7 separate regions of the Mus musculus genome follow, and regions 1, 3, 4, 5, 6 and 7 are each linked to region 2. The links are chromatin contacts, called in public promoter capture Hi-C maps. All regions are on one chromosome and are shown on one strand. Each heading gives the region's core, a stretch centred on a gene start, on an enhancer-like site or on the middle of the called end of the contact. The rest is flanking DNA. Distances are from core to core; before and after follow the strand shown. Region 1 holds the start of Mrps10 (mitochondrial ribosomal protein S10). Region 2 holds the start of Polr1c (polymerase (RNA) I polypeptide C). Region 3 overlaps AI661453 (expressed sequence AI661453). Region 4 holds the start of Tomm6os (translocase of outer mitochondrial membrane 6, opposite strand). Region 5 holds the start of Taf8 (TATA-box binding protein associated factor 8). Region 6 holds the start of Supt3 (SPT3, SAGA and STAGA complex component). Region 7 holds the start of Ccnd3 (cyclin D3).

Region 1 (2,965 bases), core at 164-2,663, 1.1 Mb before region 2:
GGGTTGTACCATCTAGTAAAAGATGGTATGCGAAAACTAACGAGAGAAAAGCTGCCTTTGCTGGAAGGCTGCGTCCCAGGCTTACTCTTCTTCAAATTTGCTTCTGCTTTGGAAAGCAGGCTTTCTAAAGTGTTAACTAACCTGGGACGATATCGAGGCTGGAGTGATGGCTCGGCAACCCTAGCAGACCACTCGAGTCCCACAGAAGGCTACAAATGGGCTTCAGTGGCAGAACCCTTGTCTGGTGTAAGCAAGGCCCTGGGTTCAATCTCTAGTATGAAAAACAAACTTTTTGGAATCTTTGATCCTTTTTTTTTTCGAGACAGGGTTTCTCTGTGTAGCCCCGGCTGTCCTGGAACTCACTTTGTAGACCAGGCTGGCCTTGAACTCAGAAATCCGCCTGCCTCTGCCTCCCGAGTGCTGGGATTAAAGGCGTGCGCCTCTTGCTTTGGCCTCTCAAGGGCTGGTATTACAGGTGTGGGCCACCACCTCTGGGTTACATGCTGCTGTGGGGCCGACAGGGCCAGCTTTAGGCATTAGGCCCTTGAGCAACCGAGCCACAGTGTCAGCTCTTCCTTTTTTAAAGAATTCGTTTATTTTGGGACAGGGCCTCAATATGCAAGCCAGGTTTTACAAGTAATGCTATTTCAGGGTCAGCCATCTGACCCAGTTCTGAGCATTATTTTCAAAACTACTAAATGACCATTGAGAAGAGTCACAAAAGTTTCAAGACCAAAGTTCTTGAGAACAGCCTGGTTTTTTTGTTTTTAATTTAAATTATTTTTGTGATAGGATCTCAATACATAACCTGGCTGTCTTCGAACCCAGAAGTTCGTCCGCCTGCCTCCTTTCCCCAGTGCTGTGATTCATGCCATGCGAACTCCAGGCAAGTTTTCCTTTTTCAAAGACCCTCTCGAGGGAGATCTGACCCATTCCCCTGACCTGGGAGCTCTCGGGTCACCTCCTCAGCCGTGGAGGCGAGCAGGGCGTCCCAGTGGGGCTGCACCGGGGCTTTATGTGACCCAGCGTTTGCTGGCTCGGTTCCTAAGAATCCGAGACCAGCGTTGTCTTCTCTGAGCTCACGGTTTCCATGGCCCTCTCTACCGTGGAGGGAGGGCTCTGAACGCGTTTTCCTCATCCTTCCTGCTCTGACGTCTTACGGTTCTCGCTCCCGTCTTGCCAATTTATGTAGGGTCCCTCGAGAGAAAAACCTGCCCTTTTCTTGTCACTTTCTAATAACTTCCTCCAACGGAGGATGACTCCGTACGGGTCGGGCAGAGGGTGGCAGCGAGACTCGACGATGACGGCGCCGTCGGCAGCCGGGACCCCACGCCCACCCCTTTACCTGCTGCAGGCGCCGGCACAGAGCCACACACGCTGCGCGCGCCGCCATCTTGGTGCCCTGATCGCCCAGGACCGCTTCCGGGGTCACAGCATTGTTCGCGAACCATAGAGTTCGAAAAGGAAAGAGTGTCTCCTGTGTTCCGACACTGAAACAACCATAGAGACGGTGCTCCTTGAATTTTTTTAAAATTATATTTTAAATTTTCTATTTTCTTATTTATTTACTTATTTATTATTCACTCATTCATTTAAGGTTTTGAGTGGATGCGTCGCTTCCGCCGTCTGGATAAACTCCCAGGTTCTATCTATACGCTGTCTATCCTAAGATCCTATTTGTCTTGGGTGGTTCTGTTTGCTTAGAGACAAACACAACAGAAATACTTGGGAAGGAAGTTGCTGCTGCTACTGAGTCCAAATTCTAACATTTTACCTTATTGCAAAAGGCGTTTCATTCTTAAACTTTGTTCACACCATCGGAATGCCAGGCTTGTTAATGGATTTTTCTAAATTGTGTTTTTCAAAATGCCTTCCCATGCAATTTAGCATAATGGAAGCTCCACACTTAGGCGCTCTGGTTTCTATTTAGGTGGGTGACTTGATCAAATTTCTTCCGTACTTTGAACCCCCTTTTTTTTTTTTTTTTTCTTTCACTTGCCAAGTAGAGATGAGAACAAATCATACTTGCAGTAGAGGATTAAATGAGATTAAAATGCTACATGATAAATGTCATCCTGAATTTGTGACATCTCTTCTACATCCTGGGCCTTAAGAGGTTGTTGGGAAAATGAATAAGGGTCAACTTAATGCGAATGAAACAAAGTATATGTCTTAGTAAGGGTTTCTATTGCTGCTACAAAACAACATGATCAAAAAGCAAGCTGGGGAGGAAAGGGTTTATTTGGCTTGCACTTCCAGATCACAGTCCATCACTGGAGGAAGTCAGGACAGGAACTCAAGCAGAGCTGGAATCTGGAGGCAGGAGCTGATGCAGAGGCCATGGAGGGGTCCTGCTTACTGGCTTGCTTCCCATGGCTTGCTCAATCTGCCTTCTAATAGAACCCAGAACTACCAACCCAGGAATGGCAGCACCCACAGTAGGCTGGGCCCTCCCCCACAGATCAGCAGTTGTGAAAATGCCTTACAGTTGGATCGTATGGAGATATGTCTTCAACTGAGGCTCCTTCCTCTCCAGTGACTCCAGCTTGGGTCAAGTTGACACACAAAACTAGCCAATACTATATCTCCATAAACCATCATGCCAATGTAAAGCTGGGTCTCCCACAAGCAGGCATTAATTCTTATTTGGCAGGCCAGAGAACTAAGCAAAGGGTAGAATGTCCAGATGGCACAACTGATGAGAGATTTATGAATATGGACCACTTTCCTGCCCCTCAGGCGGGCCTATATGTGATCTCTATATGGAAACAGAATCTTTAACTAGTGTGTGGCTGGATTTGGCTATGCCCTACCTGCACAGGCAACCCAGAAGTGTCCTCAGAATTAGCTCTGGTGGCCCCTCTCAGCCAATGATCTGTTCTGACAGTACCCCAACCTTAATCTCTTTACTACCTCTAGACTTTGCATCCATCTCTCCGTATGGTCCTTCATGATGGCTTCTCAC
Region 2 (2,945 bases), core at 182-2,681:
AGGGAAGAGGGGTTAGCGCACTTGAGGGGTACCTAGCCAACTGTACCTTTCACCAAGTATTCACAACATGTTCAGTTCAGTAATGGGGTTGCAAGTAGGGGAGTCCACCAGAGCTCAGGGCTCTGAGTCTGAGTGAAGTCTGGATGAGGGTCTAGATGTGAGGACAGATGTCTCAGAGAAGGCGCCTCACCTGCTTCGGACCTGGGCAGGCTCCACATCAAAGTAGGGTCTGAGGATGTCAATGTTGGCATACAAGCTGAAGGCCCTGGAAGCCTGTCTCTTCCCTGCCTGCCACATCTGAAGGGAAATGGGTATGATGAGACTCTTGGCTCTAGATTGTTATTCAGTCTCGGCGAGATTTACGTGTGGGTCTAAGTGGAAAACCTCGATCAATTTAGGACATGCATAGGTCCTTTTTTTTTTCCCCATTGGCTTACCTGATCTGCTACCTGCCGGCTCAGTTGTCCTTTAAAGCCTTTCATGCCAAGAAACTCCCCATCCTCTTCTTCTGCAGCAGCTGCATCAGCATCTACTTCTTCCTCCCGCAGGCGCTGGTGCAGCTCACCCATGTCCTCGAAGCTGGAGCCTGAGGTATCGTCCATGTTCTCCATATCAATCACAGCCGAACCCCCACCCTGTGAAGACAACGGCTCGGAGAGTGAGGGGCCCTTCCATTGCATCCTCCCCGTTCTCCGCTCAGCTGACAACTTGAGGCTTTGATCTTCCACTGCCGAGGACATGGCTTGGAACTGCCACTCTTTCAGTGGTGGCAACTCTTGGTCGCGTCACTTTTGTGGTCCTGGAAACCCTACTATTTATTTTCAATCCACGTTGTTTTCCTACTTTCCACCTCAAAGCTCCAAAGAGTTGCAAAAGAGCCCATCTGCCATTCCCAATTCTCAAACAAGCCTATTTTTAGGGGGTGCCAGTGGATCCTAGCCTCCAGCCCCCACAGAGAGCCGAGGCCCGCGGGAGCCCTAGTTTGTCCCTTTCACGCCAGCACAAGAGCTACACCCTTCCCCGGGAAGACTCAAAGGGGACAGGCTGCGTTTCAGCGGAGCCGACCTCTAGGCCCCGCGAGAGAGAACAGCAGCCACCGTCCGGACGCCGCCAGCCCGGGGCTGCTGGCAGCAGGCGCGCTCCATACCTGGATGTTTTCTTCGAAGCCTCCCCATTCCGGGCCAGCACCATTTCGGACGCCGCTGGCCGGCGCCGCCGGAGTCGCCATGTCCCTCGAGGCTTCCCGTCGCTGGAGCACGCGCGCGTGGGAAGAGCGTGCGACCCGGGTCCGAGGGAGGGAGAGGTTCAGAGGGGCGACCGCCCGGGCAAGGTGGGGATCCGCCGGGACGCCGAAGGGAGAAACCCGGATGTTTGGCCCCACTTGACGTCCGGAAGTGAAGGACGTGGACAGAGGCGGGGCAAGATCTCGCGACATTCAAGATTGCGGGAGCCCGAGCGTTGCTGCGGAGACGCAGGCGCGGACTCGCCTCCTTTTACAGCGAGTGGCGGAAGATGGCGGCGGCTCAGGCGGTGGAGGAGATGCGGACTCGCGTGGTTCTCGGAGAGTTTGGGGTTCGCAATGTAAGAGATCGGGGCGCGGGAAGGATGAGGGCGGCACGGGGAAGTAGAGGCCTGGTGTGAAGGCTGGCCACACTGCCCTTTCTGTTGGCTCTAGGTCCACACCACGGACTTTCCCGGTAACTACGCCGGTTATGATGATGCCTGGGACCAGAACCGCTTCGAGAAGGTGGGTAGAGCTGAAGGTGCCCAGTCGGCCCGAGGGGCCAGACCTCGCAGGTTGGGGTGGGGGTCGCTGTTTCCATACAACACGCTTGAGCTCCATGGACGGGTCAGACACGGTGGTTGCTCTCGGTGGGATAATGGACCACACAGACAAGTTATTCCAGAATAGTAAGATAGCGGTGAAGATGGCTGGGATATGGTCAGGAATCATTGATGCACTGAATCCAGCTAACTGAAGGGACGTAGTTAAAGGTCAGTGAAGGGAATGGCATTTGAATTAAGCTTTGAACTATGAATAAAAGTTGAGTAGTGAAGGCCTGATTGGAGCTTCATTATATATGATTTTTTTAAAATTCACTTTGAAACTGTTTCTGTTTAGCCCTGGCACTCTCTCTATAGTCCAGGCTGGACTTGAACTCAGCCATCTACCTGCTTCTGTCTCTGCCTCCCATGCACTGGGATTAAAGGCATGAGCCACCACGCCCAATTTAGAATTTTTGAGTAGACTGATAACATTTTGCAATCTTGATAGCCAGGAGGGAATGAATTCTGGTGAATCTGCCAGCTAGTGTATGCAGGCTGAAATTGGGGGCATAGATGAACTCCAGACAGTACTAACGGAGTAAGGCAGGGAGAACTAGACGATTTGCACCAGTGCTCTGGGGAGGCAGTGTGTGAGAGAAAGGACTTTGTAACTTGAGGACCCTAAAACTTTCTTGATATGCGTGTTTGCCTGCATGTGTATTTGTGCACCACTGTGTGTTAGTGATCCCTGCAGTGTGAGGAGAATGTTAGGTCCCACCAGGTGCTGGGAACCAAACCCAGTTCTTCTGCAAGGGCAGTTAAGTGCTCTTAATAGCTGAGCCATTTCTCCAGTGGCACTGGGGAACTGTTGCTGGCTGTGTCGTTTGCCAAGCAGGAGAACAAGAATGAGGGTACACTCAGGTGCCTGCTTGTGAAGTCTATGTGCTTGCTTGAGCCAGGAGCATGGTGGAGGTCAGCCAGGGGATTAGAACCTAGGAGACAGGAACGTTTACTGTGTGGGTGGAAGGGGAAATTTAGAAAGAAGAGCAGATAAGGAAATTGGTGTTCAAAATCCAAGGGAATGTAGTTGAGAAAAGTAGGTATTAAAAAATAACGACAACAGACATGCAAGTATCAAACGGTCTAAGTAGTGTGGGAAGTTCTGCTTTTTGTATAGT
Region 3 (2,926 bases), core at 236-2,735, 1.2 Mb before region 2:
GGGTTCTGGGGAATCAAGCTTAAATCATCAGATTTGATGGCAAGCACCTTGGCCCACTGAGCCATCTTGCCAGGACTCCTGAGTGGTTCTTTGGAGTCTCTTCTACTTATCAAAGAGCAAAATCCCAACTGTGGCCTTTAAGCTATTTATTTGGGGTTGGAGAGATGGCTTCTAGAGGGGACCCATGTTTGATTCCCAGCATTCACACGGCTGCTCACAAGTGCCTGTAATTCTGCCTCTAGGGCTTCTGATAACTTCTTCTGGCCTCTGGTGACCACTGTACATACATGGTGTACAGATATACATGAAGGCAGAACACTCATAAACATTATATATACATATATGTATAATACATATATATAATATATTATATATATTATATATTATATAATAATAGATAGATAGATAGATAGATAGATAGATAGATAGATAGATAAATAGATAGATGTTTGCTTTGCTCGGTGAAATTGTAATGCTGGCACTTGGGAGGCAGAGGCAGGAAAACCACTGAGCGATTCAAGCTAGCCAGGGCTAGCAAGATCCTATCTTGGAACAAAAGATGAGAGCTTTTGGTTTCCTGTAGTTTCATAAACACAAAAGAATCTATCTCAAATGCCCTTCTCCCAAGTGTCACAACTATTTATCCTATGAGGAAATTCAGATTCTGCCTCCTCCAGGAAGCCCTTCTTGATCATCCCTTGTAAATAACACCGGCTGCCTCTGCCTGGCCAATGCTCTACTGGGCAGCATCTCCTAGAGCGGGCACAAGTAATGCCAACTACATCCTCCCTGCATCCAGGGCCTGGCAGGCAGGCAACCAGTGGCCATCAGGAATGAGAAAAAAAAAAACTCCTGCTGGGTTCAAGTTGGCCCCCACCACTGGGTGCCTCTCCTGATCTCGAGCTTCCTGCTATGAGTCTCAGCCCTGCCTCTTCCCAGAAGCCTCCCCGGGTTGGCATCAGGAAGGAAGGGAGTGGACAGTGGGCGAGGCGGATGTGGCAGACCTGCTCCATTTTTGGCAGGTGAGGTGGCCCACCTAGAACAGACTCTGGGCAGTGAGCATACTCACCAGAGGAATGAAAGTCAACAGGGGCCGGACTCGTGGCCGGGCTTTCAGCGTGGCTGTTCCCGATTCGCTCACAGTGTTGAACCGATTGTCTCCATAATAGATCCCATCTATGAAAGGCAGAGAGGGGTGCAGTGAGCTGGGCGTCAAAGAAGGGGACCAGGCCACCTGCAGATCCCAGAGAGGAAACCAAGCCTTGGGGTTGCGGGCTTTCACACTCTAACACAGTGAGATCCCGTGGTTGTGGCGATGAGATTGCTTGTGGAAATGGCGAGGTCCCGTTGTGGAGCAGACTGGGGTGGGTGCCCGAGGCTTTGGCCCACAGCCGCCATCACTCTCCTGACACCCTCCAGTACACCCTTCCAGCCCTCCACATTCACACAGCACCTGCCCCTGAGAGCCAGGCAGAGGCCTGGGCGGTGGAGGGCGAAGCTTATCTGACATTTCTCTCAAGTGTTTGCATTGCTAATCTGGAACAAGCAGAGCAGAGGAGCCTCCTGCTGTCCCCTGTGGCCAGCACCCCTCTCTAGGTCAAGCACTTCCTGACCCCAACCCACCACCACCATTGTGTGTCCGTGCCCTTGTCTGTGTGTGTCTGTGTGTGCGCGTGCCATCTTGCTTCAGTGTACCCTTGACTGCAGAATAGAGAGAGAGCAAAAGAATTAGTGCAGCAAAAATACATTAAAAAAAAATCCCACTGGTTGTAAACGTTGTTTAACCTCCCCCAAACCTTAGGTGTCCTATCTGCCCAACGGAAGTGAGAATGTCAACTTTATATATCAGCTATGGGGTATACGTGTGGCCAGTATACAGAGGGACTGAACTAAATGTGATCCCTAACCCGGAGGGAAGATGACACAGAATAGACCCTCCAGACCCTGCTCTGGGCTGTACCTAAAGCCACGGACCAGTGAGTTGCAAGGTTCACAACCAGTCTCTCTCACGACCTTTGACACCACTGATAAGAATTCGCCATTTCCTCCCACGTCCGTGCGTACTGTCACATCCACAGGCCTCCTGCTTTGTGGGTCATACGTACAGAAGGCGGTTGCCCTATTTAACAGACCTGAGGGAATGAGGGACCTTCTTCTCTCCAGCCAGAGAGGAAAGAGGTCAGAATCTCACAATTAAATAGAGCCCAGGGTAGTGGTGCACGCCTTTAATCCCAGAACTCAGGAGGCAAAGGCAGGCAGAGTTCCAGGGTAGCCAAGTCTGCATCGTGATACCCTGTCCCAAATAAATAAATCCCAATGAACCAGACCCTTGGTGGTGCTGGTTAGAAAACAACCGTACACATTTTAGGAGGAAATTGAACAGAATTCAGAATTGTGCAGGTGGCTTTTGCTCCAGAAGACTCGGGGGGGGGGGGTGTTTGATGTAATAAGGGTACCCAGCGATGGGAGGTGGTGGCAGGGCGCACTCGAGACTCTCCATCCCCCCACGGGTCCCCGGATAACAGCTCCACTGTGCCCACCATTGTTCCAGAACACAGTTCTCAGAGCACTGGGAGTGAACATGATGTCCTGGTCTGGCTTGTCAGGCTCTGGTCTGTGGACTGTGCACACAGACCATGGGTATCATGAAGCAGGGAACGCTGACTGCCGAAGCCCACAGGTGTCTAGAACAGAGCCTGTTCCGAGCCCGACCCCTTCGTGTGCCCGAGAGGGTGGGCATTCTGTCATCACTGTCTCACAGGCCCCACGACCCAGCCCTGACGCCTGGACACTGTTGCTGGCATTGGTCCCTGGTGGCTTCACCTCTCAAATACTGGTGGTCAAGGGACTGATGACACAGGAATGCTAGCTAGGAGCTCAAAGCCAGCTTAGGCTATGCAGTGACTTCTAGGTTAGCCTGGGCTAC
Region 4 (2,700 bases), core at 176-2,675, 1.4 Mb before region 2:
GACTCGCTCCCAGGCGGGGGAGGCGGTCGCCCACTGGTGGACGGAGGCGGGGGGGCCCCTGGGGTAGACTGGCGGCAGCGGTGGCGCGCACGGCACAGCCTGGGGCGGGGCGGGAGGCTGCACGCAACCCTGGCCCGCCTCTTGCACAAGGACTTGGGGGCTCTGAGATGGGCATTTCTGATGGGTTTGGAACAGAGGAAGAAGGACCCGATCCAAGCGTCGGCTGGAACCGTGCCTCCTCGGATGACAAGATCACCTCCCGAGCTGCGCTTCTCTCTGCAGTTCCCACTCTCACCCTGGAAACCCTGAATGGGGCATCCAAACGGCAGGATAGAGACGGCCCACAGACACCCGGGAGTCCCATAGAGGACAGCCCCTGCCCCACCTGCTCCTCTTCCTCTGAGTCGGAACCCGAAGGCTTTTTCTTTGGCCAGCGCCTTCCAGAGCCCTGGAAGACCCCCGAAAACCTGCAAGCAGATGACAGAGACATCTCCAGGAAGCACTGCACCATTTGTTAGTGGCGCGGCCTGGAGATCAGGGTGGTGGGATTGGGGTGGGGTGGGGTGGGGGGACTTATGTAGCGAGATAACAAGGCTGTGCTGTGTAAAGACCGGACACAGAAGGCAGCCAGGCACGCGGGATAATCCCATTGGTACTGCACGCTCTCTGACCTGAAAGACACTTTCTTGGGAGCATCCCACTGCCCAGCGCCTACAGGGTGAGCTAACCCCTATCCGCAGAGGCTGGGCTAGCCTCACCGTCATCACCTTGCTTAAACTAACTGGGTTGTAGAGCAGCACTGGGAACCGACCCCCGTCCCTGGGAGGCGGGGCCGCGGGGCTCCGCCTCCGATCAGGCGTCCTGGCTCTACGAACTCCTGGAGGAGGTGGGGGCGGGCCTTCTCGCTCATTTCTTACGCTGATCGGCGGAAGTGCGGAGATCGGAAGTTGCGCAATCGGCTTGCGACGACCCGGTGCGACGCTCGGTTGGTACGTGCTTAGTGCTGGTATGGCTTCCAGCGGAGTGACGGTGAGCGCCGCCGGGTCGGCCAGCGAGGCCTCAGAGGTTCCAGACAACGTGGGAGACTGGCTCCGCGGTGTCTTCCGCTTCGCCACCGATCGAAACGACTTCCGGAGGTAACCAAGCCCGGGCCGTCTCTGGTCCTCATAAACTTAAACTTGTATTTCCTTACCTGGTGAGTCTGGCATGCATCCCCAGAGGTTTTATCGCTTTGAGAACCTTGTGGTCTCGTGGTGGCAAAAGACACCCTGTCACGTGGCTTTCAAGGAATGACGCTCCGGGCTACAGCGATAGTTCAGACGCCAAGCCTGAGGATTTGGGATCCATGGGACCCGCCGATCCATGAGACCCGCAGGGTACAAGAAGAGACCAACCCCTGCGGGTTGTACTGACCTCCACACGTGCGCTGTGTCGCGTGCACGCGCACGCACATACACAAATTAAAGAACGTCATATTTTTAAAGAAATCGCCCTAACCTAGAAGGCAGGGAAGGGGTGCCAACGCATAAGCAAATTTTAGCCCCCGCAGAGTACTAAGTTGGCCTTGGCTTGTGTTAGTAGATGCGAACGTAAAATTCTCATGTGCATATTAGGAGGACATACCCCTGTATCAGGTGTCAGTCAGCACCTCCAGAAGGTGGTGCTGAGAGGAAACTTGCCATAGTATGTCATTAGCTGCATGAGACTCTCGGACTGTAGGGTTAATGAAATGTATTCTTGACCCAGGAACTTGATCCTCAATTTGGGACTCTTTGCTGCGGGAGTCTGGCTGGCCAGGAACTTGAGTGACATTGATTTGATGGCCCCTCAGCCAGGGGTGTAGCCAGGTAAGACTTCACTTTCCCCTGCCTATTTCAGGAATCCTAAAAGATGAAGACAGCAGTATGTTCTGTCAGCTAGTCACAGAAGTAGGGAAGATTCTTGGGGTAAAGCCTTGCCCTTGTGTTTCTAGGTGAGAGCAGTTCTCCTGTGTTTCCCCGTTTCTGATGCTGTTATCTGCTTACAGAGAATGGAACTCCTGTGTATTCAGACTTTCCAAAGACAGCCTACTGTCTGTGACCACAAGATCCTACCTGAGTGGCAGCTGAAGTTGACTCCCTCTCCTTGCCTGAACCCCCCCCCACTGCCCCCCCATCCCCCAGTGTCGGCTGAGATGTTGCCTCTGCACGGTTCTGTGTGCAGTTCCCAACTTTCTGCAGAAGATGGTCCTTGCCCTTGTCCTGAAGAGTAGTAATGGTTCTTGAAAAAGATTTCAAATAAAGCCTGCACATAAAAGACAGGTATTTTATTCTTTTAATAAGAAACTTATTACAAAAACAAGGTGTAAAAAGTCCGCTTACAAAAATCAAATAAACATGACTTGTATTTCACACTCAAGAGACAGGCATGAGCCCCAAACATGATCTGCAGTGGAGATGAAATGGGAATGGGACCACCCACTTCCCAGGGATGCACACGTGCCGCAAAGCTGATTCTTGAGCAGTTCCTACTGCTGAGTCTTCCTGTAGGAAGAAGGTGGTGGTTGTCGTTTTAGTTTGCCAGGTGGGTTCTCCAGGGACCAGGGAGGCATTGTTGGGATAGAGTGAGACCTGGTGGCAGGAGTGGACAGTGATGTGTGGGTGGAGACAAACGTGTCAGGGAGCACAAGGAAGCAGCTTCCTTCACAAACAAAGGTGCTCC
Region 5 (2,979 bases), core at 408-2,907, 1.3 Mb before region 2:
CCCAACTCTGGTGACTTAGCATTCAAATATTTGAGCCTAGGGGGTCCATTCTTATTCAAACCACCATGACATTCAAGGGGCAAAGTTGCTCCAGTTAAGAGTACTCTTCTCTTCCAGAGATTCAGTTCCCATCATCTACCTGGCAGTTGTGACACTCAATATGAGTGCTCAAATTTGGGTCATCTCCAAGAGCAGTATGTGTTTGTTCTTTTTTTTTTTTTTAAGATTTTATTTATTTTATGTATATGAGTACACTGTAGCTGTCTTTTAGACACACTAGAAGAGGGCATCCAAACTCATTGCAGATGGTTGTGAGCCACCATGTGGTTGCTGGGAATTGAACTCAGGACCTCAGGACCCCAGGAAGAAGAGTCAGTGCTCTGATTGACCACTGAGCCATCTCTCCAGCCCAGTATGTGTTCTTAACTACTGAGCCACCTCTCTGCCCCAAAGTGTATTTTTAAAAGAGATTTATTTGTTTCAATTATATGAATACACACACTGTAGCTGTCTTTAGACACACCAGAAGAGGGCATTGGATCCCATTACCGATAATTGTAAGCCACCATGTGGCTGCTGGGAATAGAACTCAGAACCTCTGGAAGAGCAAGCAGAACCAAAGTGTTTTTTTGTTTTTAAATATTTATTTATTGCATACATGTGGGTATATTGGTCTTGTCTTCAGACACACCAGAAGAGGGCGCCAGATTTCTTTTTCTTTTTTTAAAATATTTATTTATTTATTATATACACTGTAGCTGTCTTCAGACACACCAGAAGAGGGCATCAGATCTCATTACGGATGGTTGTGAGCCACCATGTGGTTGCTGGGATTTGAACTCAGGACCTTTGGAAGAGCAGTCGGCGCTCCTAACCGCTGAGCCATCTCACCAGCCCCTCTTTTTCTTTTTCTTTTTCTTTTTCTTTTTTTTTTTTTTTACAGGGTTTTCTCTTTGTAGCCCTGGCTGTCCTGGAACTCACTCTGTAGACCAGGCTGGCCTCGAACTCAGAACTCCACCTGCCTCTGCCTCCCAAGTGCTGGGATTAAAGTCGTGCACCACCAAGGCCCTGCGAAGGCGCCAGTTCTCATTGTAGATGGTTGTGAGCCATCACGTGGTTGCTGGGAATTGAACTAAAGACCTCTGGAAGAGCAATCAGTGCTCTTAACCGCTGAGCCATCTCTCCAGACCCAAATTGTATTCTTAGTGTATTTCTGAGAACTTACTTCATACAAATGGCTTTGTTTTTGTTTTTATTTTTATTCTTTTCTTTTCAGGGAAAGGGTCTCCTTATGTAGTCCTAAACTGGCCTTTAATTCATTGCATAGCCCACGCTAGCCTGGAACTCTAGATCCTCTGGTCTCAGCTCCAAAGTGCTAGGATTACAGACGGCAGGCTCCTGGACAAAATATGTTTCTTTTAACTCAGTGCATCTCACAGTGCGTCTTCCAGATCAATTGCTACAGCTACTGACTTAAGTGTCCAAGAAAGCTTGGGTCACACAACGCCACGTGAGCTTGGGCTATCCCGAGCTCCCTCCACCCCCACCCCAGACTCACACGTGTTCGTAGAGCTTTTCTATAAGGCGGGGCACCCGCGGCCCCGCCCTTCTCCACCTCCCACCCCGCAACTACAAGTCCCATCGTGCCCCGCGCTCACGCACACTACGCAAGAGCAAGATGGCTGACACGGCGGCCGGGCCTGGTGGCTCCGGAACGGTAAGGGTGGAGAGGCGCGGCGTGAAGCCGAAAGAGTTTGGGTCTTCTGGATCTCTCCCACGGTTTGGGCCACGGTCTCGAACCGAGAAGCCCAGGCCCGCTCTGAGACCCGGGGCTGGAGAGTATCTCTGGCCGTAGGCGGTCCCCGCTGCTTGGCTTTTGGCAGCGGCCTCCTGAATTGCTGCATCTGAGACTTGATTGGCTTGTTCCTTGTTGAGGTGGGAACCCGGAACTCCTTCTGATTGGTCTGAAGAGGCTGTTTTTATCCTCTTACTGGCCGGCCGAAGTTGGAACTTCGTAAAATATTTACTTGCTCTGCCTTTCTCTGCGGTGATGCCTAGCTCTCCTCTGCATCCTGTGGTGGTAGCTGGTTTAATTTTCCTGGTTACTGAAATGGTGTGATGGGACAAGAAGATAGTAGATTTATTCGCTCAGTACCATCATTCGTGTATATATTCTTCCTTTGCTTTTCCCTCTCTCTTCCTGCCTCCTCTCGCGCCTGCCTCTGCCTCCCGGGTGCTGGGAATAAAGGCGTGCCCACCACAGACCCGCTCCTGTAACTTTGCTCCAGAAAGAAGTGAATGGGGCTGGAGAGATGGTTTAGTGGTTAAGACGGACTTGCTGGTCTTTCAGAGGACCTGAGTTTGGTGGAGTGGCTCACAATCACCTGTAACTCCTGCTTCACGGAATCCGGGCCAGCGCGGCACCTGCACTCGCAGGAACACACACACGCGCGCAAAACACACACATCTAGTGGTTCAAAGTCTCACTCTGGGCTTCTGATTTCCAGAGACCGGGAAGTAAGCAATCCACTAACCCTGCTGATAACTACCATCTGGCCCGGAGGAGGACCCTGCAAGTGGTTGTGAGCTCCTTGCTGACAGAGGCGGGATTTGAGAGTGCCGAGAAAGCGTCTGTGGAGACACTGACAGAGATGCTGCAGAGCTGTGAGTACCAAGAAACACTAGGCCCGCTGTTTCCTTTACAGACCCCCCCCCAGCTCCGTGAACTCCATCCCAGATTCTCTCTCCCCTTCTCTTGGAAGACTGTTAGAGACTCAGCTTCAGGCAGAAGAAACACACATGTCCATTGTAGAATGAGACTGTTTCGATGCTTATACATGTGGGAGAGACACAAATAGCAACCTTGTCATTTCAGTCGTCTGCAGCGGCATTAAGTGGCATTAAGTGTTACACAACTCTCAGCGTTATCCATGTCCAAAGCCCTGTATCCCTGAACAACACTGGATTCGGTCTTCTCCA
Region 6 (2,985 bases), core at 180-2,679, 1.5 Mb after region 2:
CGAGTCCTTTTAAAAGCATAAATAGTTCAAAAGCTGGCCTGACTTAAAACTCAACCAAATAAAAAACTGCAACTGGCTCTCAATCTCTCAACTTTTTCAGACCTGTGGGATCCCATGCAATAAGCACCATGCCTGTGTGTCTACTTACTTACATTGTAATTAATTTGCTAACCAATTAAAAAATCAAGCTCATCAGAGCCACCTGCACCCGGTGGTTACCATATTGGTAGCCCATAGAGTATAGCATTTCCAGCTTGGCATAAAGTCCCCTTGGGCAGTGCAGCCGGAAAAGGGTGGGAAGCTTGCAATAGTATGGTTAAAGTAAGGTCTGGTTGTGCAAAACATTATCTTAGTAGTCATATTCCGCCTCGCTGGAACACGCAGAAATTCTACCAGTTGTTTCTTTCTTTAAGTAAATCTTTTAACAGTGAACTAACTCAAAAATACTGAGAACTCAGGTTTTATCCCAGATAAATATGTACTGGTTTCTTCCTGAGTCTACTAATTCCAAGGACATAAAGCTAATTTTAATCCGGGTGTTCAGTAACAACACTGCTACTGGGATCCTGTCTGACCGTCAAATATATTCCACTATCCCTATAACTCTTATCACTTGTCACATCAACTAGCCTGACTTCCAATATAGAAGGCAAGATGACAGACAATTTCCTTGGAGCTCAAACGTAATTAATCACAGCTGGCGTGATACAAGCTTTTAGCACACAGATCTTCTCCCATAAACCTGAGTTTTGAGCTAGGCTGCGATGATCCCCATCTATACCCCCCGACACCACCGGCTAAATGATTTATTTCCCCAGGGGTCCCAGAGGCGAGCTCTGACAGCAACATCTCTGTGTCCTCTGTCCCTCAGCCTGCATGCACACTGCACTTCCTTCCACTACCACTTCCTAGCTTCCTAGCTTGCCTTCTTGGAGGACTTCCCACCCATTTGGGTGACAAGCCTAAACGGTGCCTCTCCGCCCGGCCCCGAGGGCTCCCCTGCCTCACGCCCACCGACAACGGGGAGGAGCCACGGGGCACCCCACGCTCGGCGGCCTGCATCCGGCTGGGCCCGCAGCCCCGGGCCAGGCATTTGGCTGCCACGACGTCCCTCAAGTTCCCATGACCTCGCCCCACTCCCCGCCGCCCCCACGCGCCCCCACAACCTCTGCTTAAGACACGTGGAGGCACGGCTGCGCGTCCCGCGTGGAGAATGAGAGGGGACAGAGATGGCGCGGTGTCTGCGGCGGCGGCGGCCCCGGGACACGACGGGCAGGGGGGCGGGGAGTGGGGGGAACCAGAGATTGTAGAAAGGGAAAAGGTGACTGAGCTAGGCTGGAGGGGGTGGGGGTAAGATGGCGAGAGCGCCACTATGAGGGGCGGGGCGGGGGTAGCGGAGCCTGGGGTGACTAGAGGGACGGGCCAAGCCGTGCGGCGAGAGCGCATGCGCACCCGGCTGGCCAGCGCGCGCGGTCGCGGGCCTGCTTCTTCTACTTCCGCCACACTCCGGGGGCGGGGCTTCGCGCTCCCGCCTCGGCGTACGGAGCGGCCCGCAGCCACGCGGCGGAGCCTCAGAGCGGGAGTTGTGATGAGTCGAGTGAGCGATCTGGCAGAGGAGCTGGATTTGGCCTGTGGTGACTCTGCAGACCGTAGGAGTGAGCCCGAGGAGCTAGGATTATTGAGAGTCGGTGATCTGCACTGGGAGAAGGTCTATGCAAGCTTCTCTTCAGGGGTTGGTCAGGTGACCAGAATTGTTTCCAATGACAAAGGGGCGCAGAGTTAGGAAAGACTCTCTCCTCAGAGAAGCACTGTGTGAGGACTCAGTCCGTTCTAGGACCTGGGAACACCCACCTACCCACCCCTACCGGCCCTTGCGCAAAATCGAAAGCCTGTGAAAACTCATCTGCAAAGTTACCCCACCCCACCCCCGTTCCTTTCTACAAAGTTCCATTACTTTAAAAAGCATGCTTTAGTTAATAACTTTCACTATTGGGGAAGCTTTATAAACAAGCAGTGGTGATTTTTCCTTGCACCACTTATATTGAATTGTATGTATGACCTGTCTTCCCGTGTTTGATGGTTGCAGGTGTAGTACCTTAATGAACTGGAGACAATTGTGTGTGATGTTTTCACTCGGCTGTTTAGAAAAGAAAATATCCACTATCCTACCATTTCAAATATTATTTTTATTATATTATTTTTACTATTATTATTTATATTAGTCACTTTTTTCGCTAGGGTTTTACTGCTGTGAATAGATACCATGACCAAAGCAACTCTTAAAAGAACATTTAATTGTGGCTAGCTTACAGGTTCGGAGGTTCAGTCCATTATCAAGACAGGAGCATGGCAGCATCCAGGCAGGAATGGTGCAGGAGGAGCTGAGAGTTATACATCTTCATCTGAAGGATGGTAGTAGAAAACTGGCTTCCATGCAGCAAGGATGAGGGTCTTAAAGCCCACACCTACAATGACACACCTACTCCAACAGGGCCATACCTTCTAATAGTGCCATTCCCTGCGCCGAGCATATACAAACCATCACATTCACCTTTACCAGGTCTTTTCAAGCACTACTTACTTCATTAATGTCTTGCCTATGAATGTATGAGTTCTGAAATAATCCTATTTGCTGAGTGTCTTTAAAACAGCCATTCATCTGATCATCTCCTCTCTGGATTGCAATTGTCTTGTGCTTAGTCCTCTGTAACTGCCAGACACTTCAATATTTGCCAAATACACTTCCAAGAGTAGATTTAGGATGTGGAGGGTCAACATGAAGTGTAAGATCCAGGCTCACTCTGCCCAAAGCTGAGTGCGAGCTATATGGGAAAGTAGCCAAAAATTGTCATTATTTCCTTAAAAATTAAGACTAGATTATATACAAAAGGTGAAAAGACTTTTTTAGTACATTGCCAAGAAATAGGAGATTGGGCTGGGCGTGTAATCCCAGCATTGGAGAAGTCAAGGTCAGCCTTGATTTTT
Region 7 (2,897 bases), core at 68-2,567, 1.3 Mb before region 2:
TTCATAGCCAGAGGGAAGACATCCTCCTCGCAGCGCTGCTCCTCACACACCTGAGGGAGGGCGCACGAGTCATTGCTAGGGAAGGACCAAGTGAAACACGGCAGCGTGGAGAAGTGGGGGTGGGGGGTGGAGGGAGAGTGGAATGCGAAGCAAAAAATAAACCGAGAAGGGATAAACTTAGAGCGACAAGTATCAATAACCGAGGAGGATGTGCCCTCCCCAAGGTGACCCCCCCACTTCCTCTGCATGGTCTCTTCCCCACCCCGGAGTAGGGGGTGTAAAAGAGAAGCCCATGCTCACGAAGGATTCCAGACTCCCCTCCCCCACGGCGAGCGGAAGGGGGACGGAAGGGTCACCTAGAGAGAATTGGGACCTTACCCTCATTACCGCCACCCACTGCACACACACTCCCAGGGGGAAGGGAGGGAACTCCTGCCGCGGTCTCCCGCACTTTTCATTTCCCTGTGGACCGGAACCGAGCCTGCGCCACCCCCACCCACCAGTTTCCCCCGCCAGAACCCCGCGATAGACACAGGAACCAGTTCTGGGGCTAAGGCGGCCGAGGCCAGGGTTTTCCAAACGCGCCCTCCAGAGAGCACCGGGTGAAGAAGGAAGCAGGAGACACCGAGGAAAGCCACTGGGGAAAGAGTGGCCCTTAGCCCGCTTTCCCGACCCAAAGTGAAGTTTAGTTACAGTGCCAAGTGACTGGAAATCACAGAAGAAGCCGATCAGGATTGGGGAAAGGAAAGGGACAGAACGCAGGCAGCTGCTTAGGGCGCCTGTGTGAAAAGGCCAGGCCCCAGTAGTCTGGGCCGCCAAAGCATCTTGCAGATTGTGGTCGGGATCGCAAAGATCCGACAGGGAAAGTTCAATTTGTCCCAGAGCCGGGGGTGGGGGTGGGGTGAGGAGAGGGGACCCGTTCGGGCCTTACCTCCAGCATCCAGTATGCCAGCATCTTCCGCATGTGCGGCTTGATCTCCTTTTGCACGCACTGGAAGTAGGAGGCTCGCGGCACGTAGCGCTCCTCCAGGCGGAGTAAACTCTGCAGGACACGCTGGTCCCCAAGCAGCCGCGGGTCGGGCCCGGCCCGGGGCGCGTGCCGGGTGCCCTCGCAACACAGCAGCTCCATCCTGCGATGGCTCACGGGTGAGAGCAAGAGTGCGGGTTAGCGAGTCCTAGGAGAAGCGACGCGCGTGAGGGAGAGCGCGGGGTGCGGGCGGGTCTGGCGCTGGCGCTGGCACTGTGCGGAGAAGCCCCAGCCCGCCCGCCACCCGCGCGCACCGCTTCCCTGACAGGCGCCCCGCCCCTCGCGACGATGTAGCAACCGTGGAATGCTCCTACGTCACAACGTTCTAAGGGGCGGGGCCGCAGTCGGAAAGGGCTGGCGGGCGCTATACCCTCCCTCCCTCCCCGCAGCCCCATTGGTCCGCTGGGCTCCGGCCCGCACGCTTCCGGGCCCTCGGGTCCCTTCTGACCAAGAGGGTAGAGAGAACTTTCTGGAAGGGTGCCCTCTTCCCCATCAATGGGCCCCGTCGCGATTCTAGCCACCCAGGAAAGAACTAGGCGCCAAAAGTTATTCCTTCGTGTATACGTCATATTTCATTGCTCTAGGGAATGTGGTCATAACTTTGTACATAGTTGGGTCACTCCTACCCTAAAGTGGCTTCTAGGAATGGCCTCGAGTTGGGCTTTATTTTGCAGACCATGATACTGAGGCACAATAGTAGCTGCAAAGATCTCATTGTTGGTCCGTCGGGAAACTTGACTTAGAATCTCGTCTACTTTAACGAATTGCGCAGATCTGCAGCAGCATCTGGGAGCATGTAGTTTCTGTCCGATTCAATGGCTCAGAGGGTAAACTATCCTGGCATCAAGTCTGGCAACCTGAGTGTGATCCCTGGGACCCACATGATGGAAGAGAAGAGAGCAACTCCCATAAGCTGTCCTCTGACTTCTACACCAAGGCTGTATGTAGCATGTGCGCACACACCTTCATGCACATACACAACGAAAATAAAAAGCAAAAGAAGAAATGCAGTTTCTCAGGTCTGCTGAATGGGACACTGCGTTGCACCAACGGAGGTGTGAGCAGTGTTGGTCAAAATCAGCATATAAAAAGCCATTTGGTGCTGGCTGTGGTGGAGCAAGCCAGTAATCTCAGACCCAGGGAAGTGTTGGCTTAACACCAGGATCCACTATCCACTATACAGACAATTCAAGGCCTGCCTAGAGTCTCTCTCTCTCTCTCTCTCTCTCTCTCCACACACACACACACACACACACACACACACACACACACACACACGGTGGCAGGGGGTGGGCTGCAGATATATCTCAGGTGGTAGAGCTCTTGCTTAGCATGCTCAGAGCCCAGGGCTCAATCCCCAGCACTGCAGAACCCAGAAACGATCAGAAGATTAAGGTCACTGTCTGCTTCCTAATGAGTTCAGGAGCAGCCTGGGCTATATAAGATTTTATCACAAAACCAAGCAAACCAAATGATAATAGCCCATGGAGAATTCCAGGCCAGCCAGACCCATGTCAGATGACTCAAATAACAAGGAAGGAAGGAAGGAAGGAAGGAAGGAAGGAAGGAAGGAAGACAGGCATGACAGAGCACCCCTTTAATCCCAGCACTTTGAAGACAGAGGCAAGCAGATTTCTTTGAGTTCAAAGCCAGCCTAGTCTAAATAAGAGTTCTAGGTCAGGAGGAGCTAATATCATGAGACTATGTCTCAAAAACAAAAATCAAGGGAAAAAAGGATGTAATAAGGAAGGCAGGAAAGAGGAAAGGAGGGAAAGAAAGAAGAAAGCCCACCACTAAGACACTGCTCTCTCTGCTCAGCCCAAGTGAGCCCCAGGAAAGCACAGGACAATATATAAGCAGTGAGATCCAT

Evidence for each region. Promoter capture Hi-C pulls out the DNA fragments that hold promoters and counts their contacts.
Region 1: a contact with region 2 is called in a promoter capture Hi-C map of liver, with 5 times the contacts expected there. The contact joins the promoter of Mrps10 here to the promoter of Polr1c in region 2. A contact is called at or near these places in 1 of 39 promoter capture datasets (liver) and 2 of 9 other capture datasets (adipose tissue and liver).
Region 3: a contact with region 2 is called in a promoter capture Hi-C map of liver, with 3 times the contacts expected there. The contact joins the enhancer-like site here to the promoter of Polr1c in region 2. A contact is called at or near these places in 4 of 39 promoter capture datasets (hematopoietic stem and progenitor cells, hippocampal neurons and liver) and 1 of 115 datasets of contacts at active chromatin or transcription factors (pancreatic cancer cells).
Region 4: a contact with region 2 is called in a promoter capture Hi-C map of liver, with 4 times the contacts expected there. The contact joins the promoter of Tomm6os here to the promoter of Polr1c in region 2. A contact is called at or near these places in 4 of 39 promoter capture datasets (hippocampal neurons, liver and pre-B cells).
Region 5: a promoter capture Hi-C map of liver shows a contact between it and region 2, with 3 times the contacts expected there. The contact joins the promoter of Taf8 here to the promoter of Polr1c in region 2. A contact is called at or near these places in 4 of 39 promoter capture datasets (cranial neural crest, hippocampal neurons, liver and 1 more) and 3 of 115 datasets of contacts at active chromatin or transcription factors (astrocytes, microglia and pancreatic cancer cells).
Region 6: a promoter capture Hi-C map of pre-B cells shows a contact between it and region 2, with 2.4 times the contacts expected there. The contact joins the promoter of Supt3 here to the promoter of Polr1c in region 2. A contact is called at or near these places in 1 of 39 promoter capture datasets (pre-B cells) and 1 of 115 datasets of contacts at active chromatin or transcription factors (pancreatic cancer cells).
Region 7: a contact with region 2 is called in a promoter capture Hi-C map of hematopoietic stem and progenitor cells, with 4 times the contacts expected there. The contact joins the promoter of Ccnd3 here to the promoter of Polr1c in region 2. A contact is called at or near these places in 2 of 39 promoter capture datasets (hematopoietic stem and progenitor cells and liver), 1 of 484 Hi-C or Micro-C datasets (B cells) and 2 of 9 other capture datasets (adipose tissue and liver).

The regions. Positions count from the first base shown.
Region 1 is chr17:47,367,335-47,370,299 of GRCm38.p6, reverse strand. It overlaps Mrps10 (mitochondrial ribosomal protein S10), which reads right to left and starts at 1,413. Exons shown (of 7, transcript NM_001146212.1): 1 at 1,346-1,413. The coding sequence starts at 1,393.
Region 2 is chr17:46,246,531-46,249,475 of GRCm38.p6, reverse strand. It overlaps Polr1c (polymerase (RNA) I polypeptide C), which reads left to right and starts at 1,431. Exons shown (of 9, transcript NM_009085.2): 1 at 1,431-1,581; 2 at 1,676-1,747. The coding sequence starts at 1,513. It overlaps Yipf3 (Yip1 domain family, member 3), which reads right to left and starts at 1,396. Exons shown (of 9, transcript NM_145353.2): 1 at 1,148-1,396; 2 at 438-635; 3 at 191-297. The coding sequence starts at 1,228.
Region 3 is chr17:47,444,815-47,447,740 of GRCm38.p6, reverse strand. It overlaps AI661453 (expressed sequence AI661453), which reads right to left. Exons shown (of 5, transcript NM_145489.2): 2 at 1,070-1,176. Among named protein-coding and RNA genes, the nearest start is that of AI661453, 9.6 kb to the right of the region's middle. Within about 2 kb of position 1,485, at least 22 of the 459 cell types and tissues checked have an H3K27ac peak or open chromatin away from gene starts, as enhancers often do. A contact at or near this core is called in liver and pancreatic cancer cells, where this site is marked.
Region 4 is chr17:47,686,335-47,689,034 of GRCm38.p6, reverse strand. Tomm6os (translocase of outer mitochondrial membrane 6, opposite strand) reads right to left here and starts at 1,425. Exons shown (of 3, transcript NR_045945.1): 1 at 918-1,425; 2 at 386-467; 3 at 1-305. Gm20517 (predicted gene 20517) reads right to left here. Exons shown (of 9, transcript NR_157366.1): 9 at 2,296-2,700. Usp49 (ubiquitin specific peptidase 49) reads right to left here. Exons shown (of 7, transcript NM_198421.2): 7 at 2,296-2,700. It overlaps Tomm6 (translocase of outer mitochondrial membrane 6), which reads left to right and starts at 649. Exons shown (of 3, transcript NM_025365.3): 1 at 649-1,136; 2 at 1,747-1,847; 3 at 2,027-2,390. The coding sequence starts at 1,009. The coding sequence ends at 1,843. It also overlaps Prickle4 and a transcript of Frs3 not described here.
Region 5 is chr17:47,500,969-47,503,947 of GRCm38.p6, reverse strand. Taf8 (TATA-box binding protein associated factor 8) reads left to right here and starts at 1,657. Exons shown (of 9, transcript NM_022015.4): 1 at 1,657-1,717; 2 at 2,508-2,664. The coding sequence starts at 1,679.
Region 6 is chr17:44,775,610-44,778,594 of GRCm38.p6, reverse strand. It overlaps Supt3 (SPT3, SAGA and STAGA complex component), which reads right to left and starts at 1,429. Exons shown (of 12, transcript NM_178652.3): 1 at 1,167-1,429. It also overlaps a transcript of Runx2 not described here.
Region 7 is chr17:47,591,887-47,594,783 of GRCm38.p6, reverse strand. It overlaps Ccnd3 (cyclin D3), which reads right to left and starts at 1,317. Exons shown (of 5, transcript NM_007632.2): 1 at 932-1,317; 2 at 1-50. The coding sequence starts at 1,129.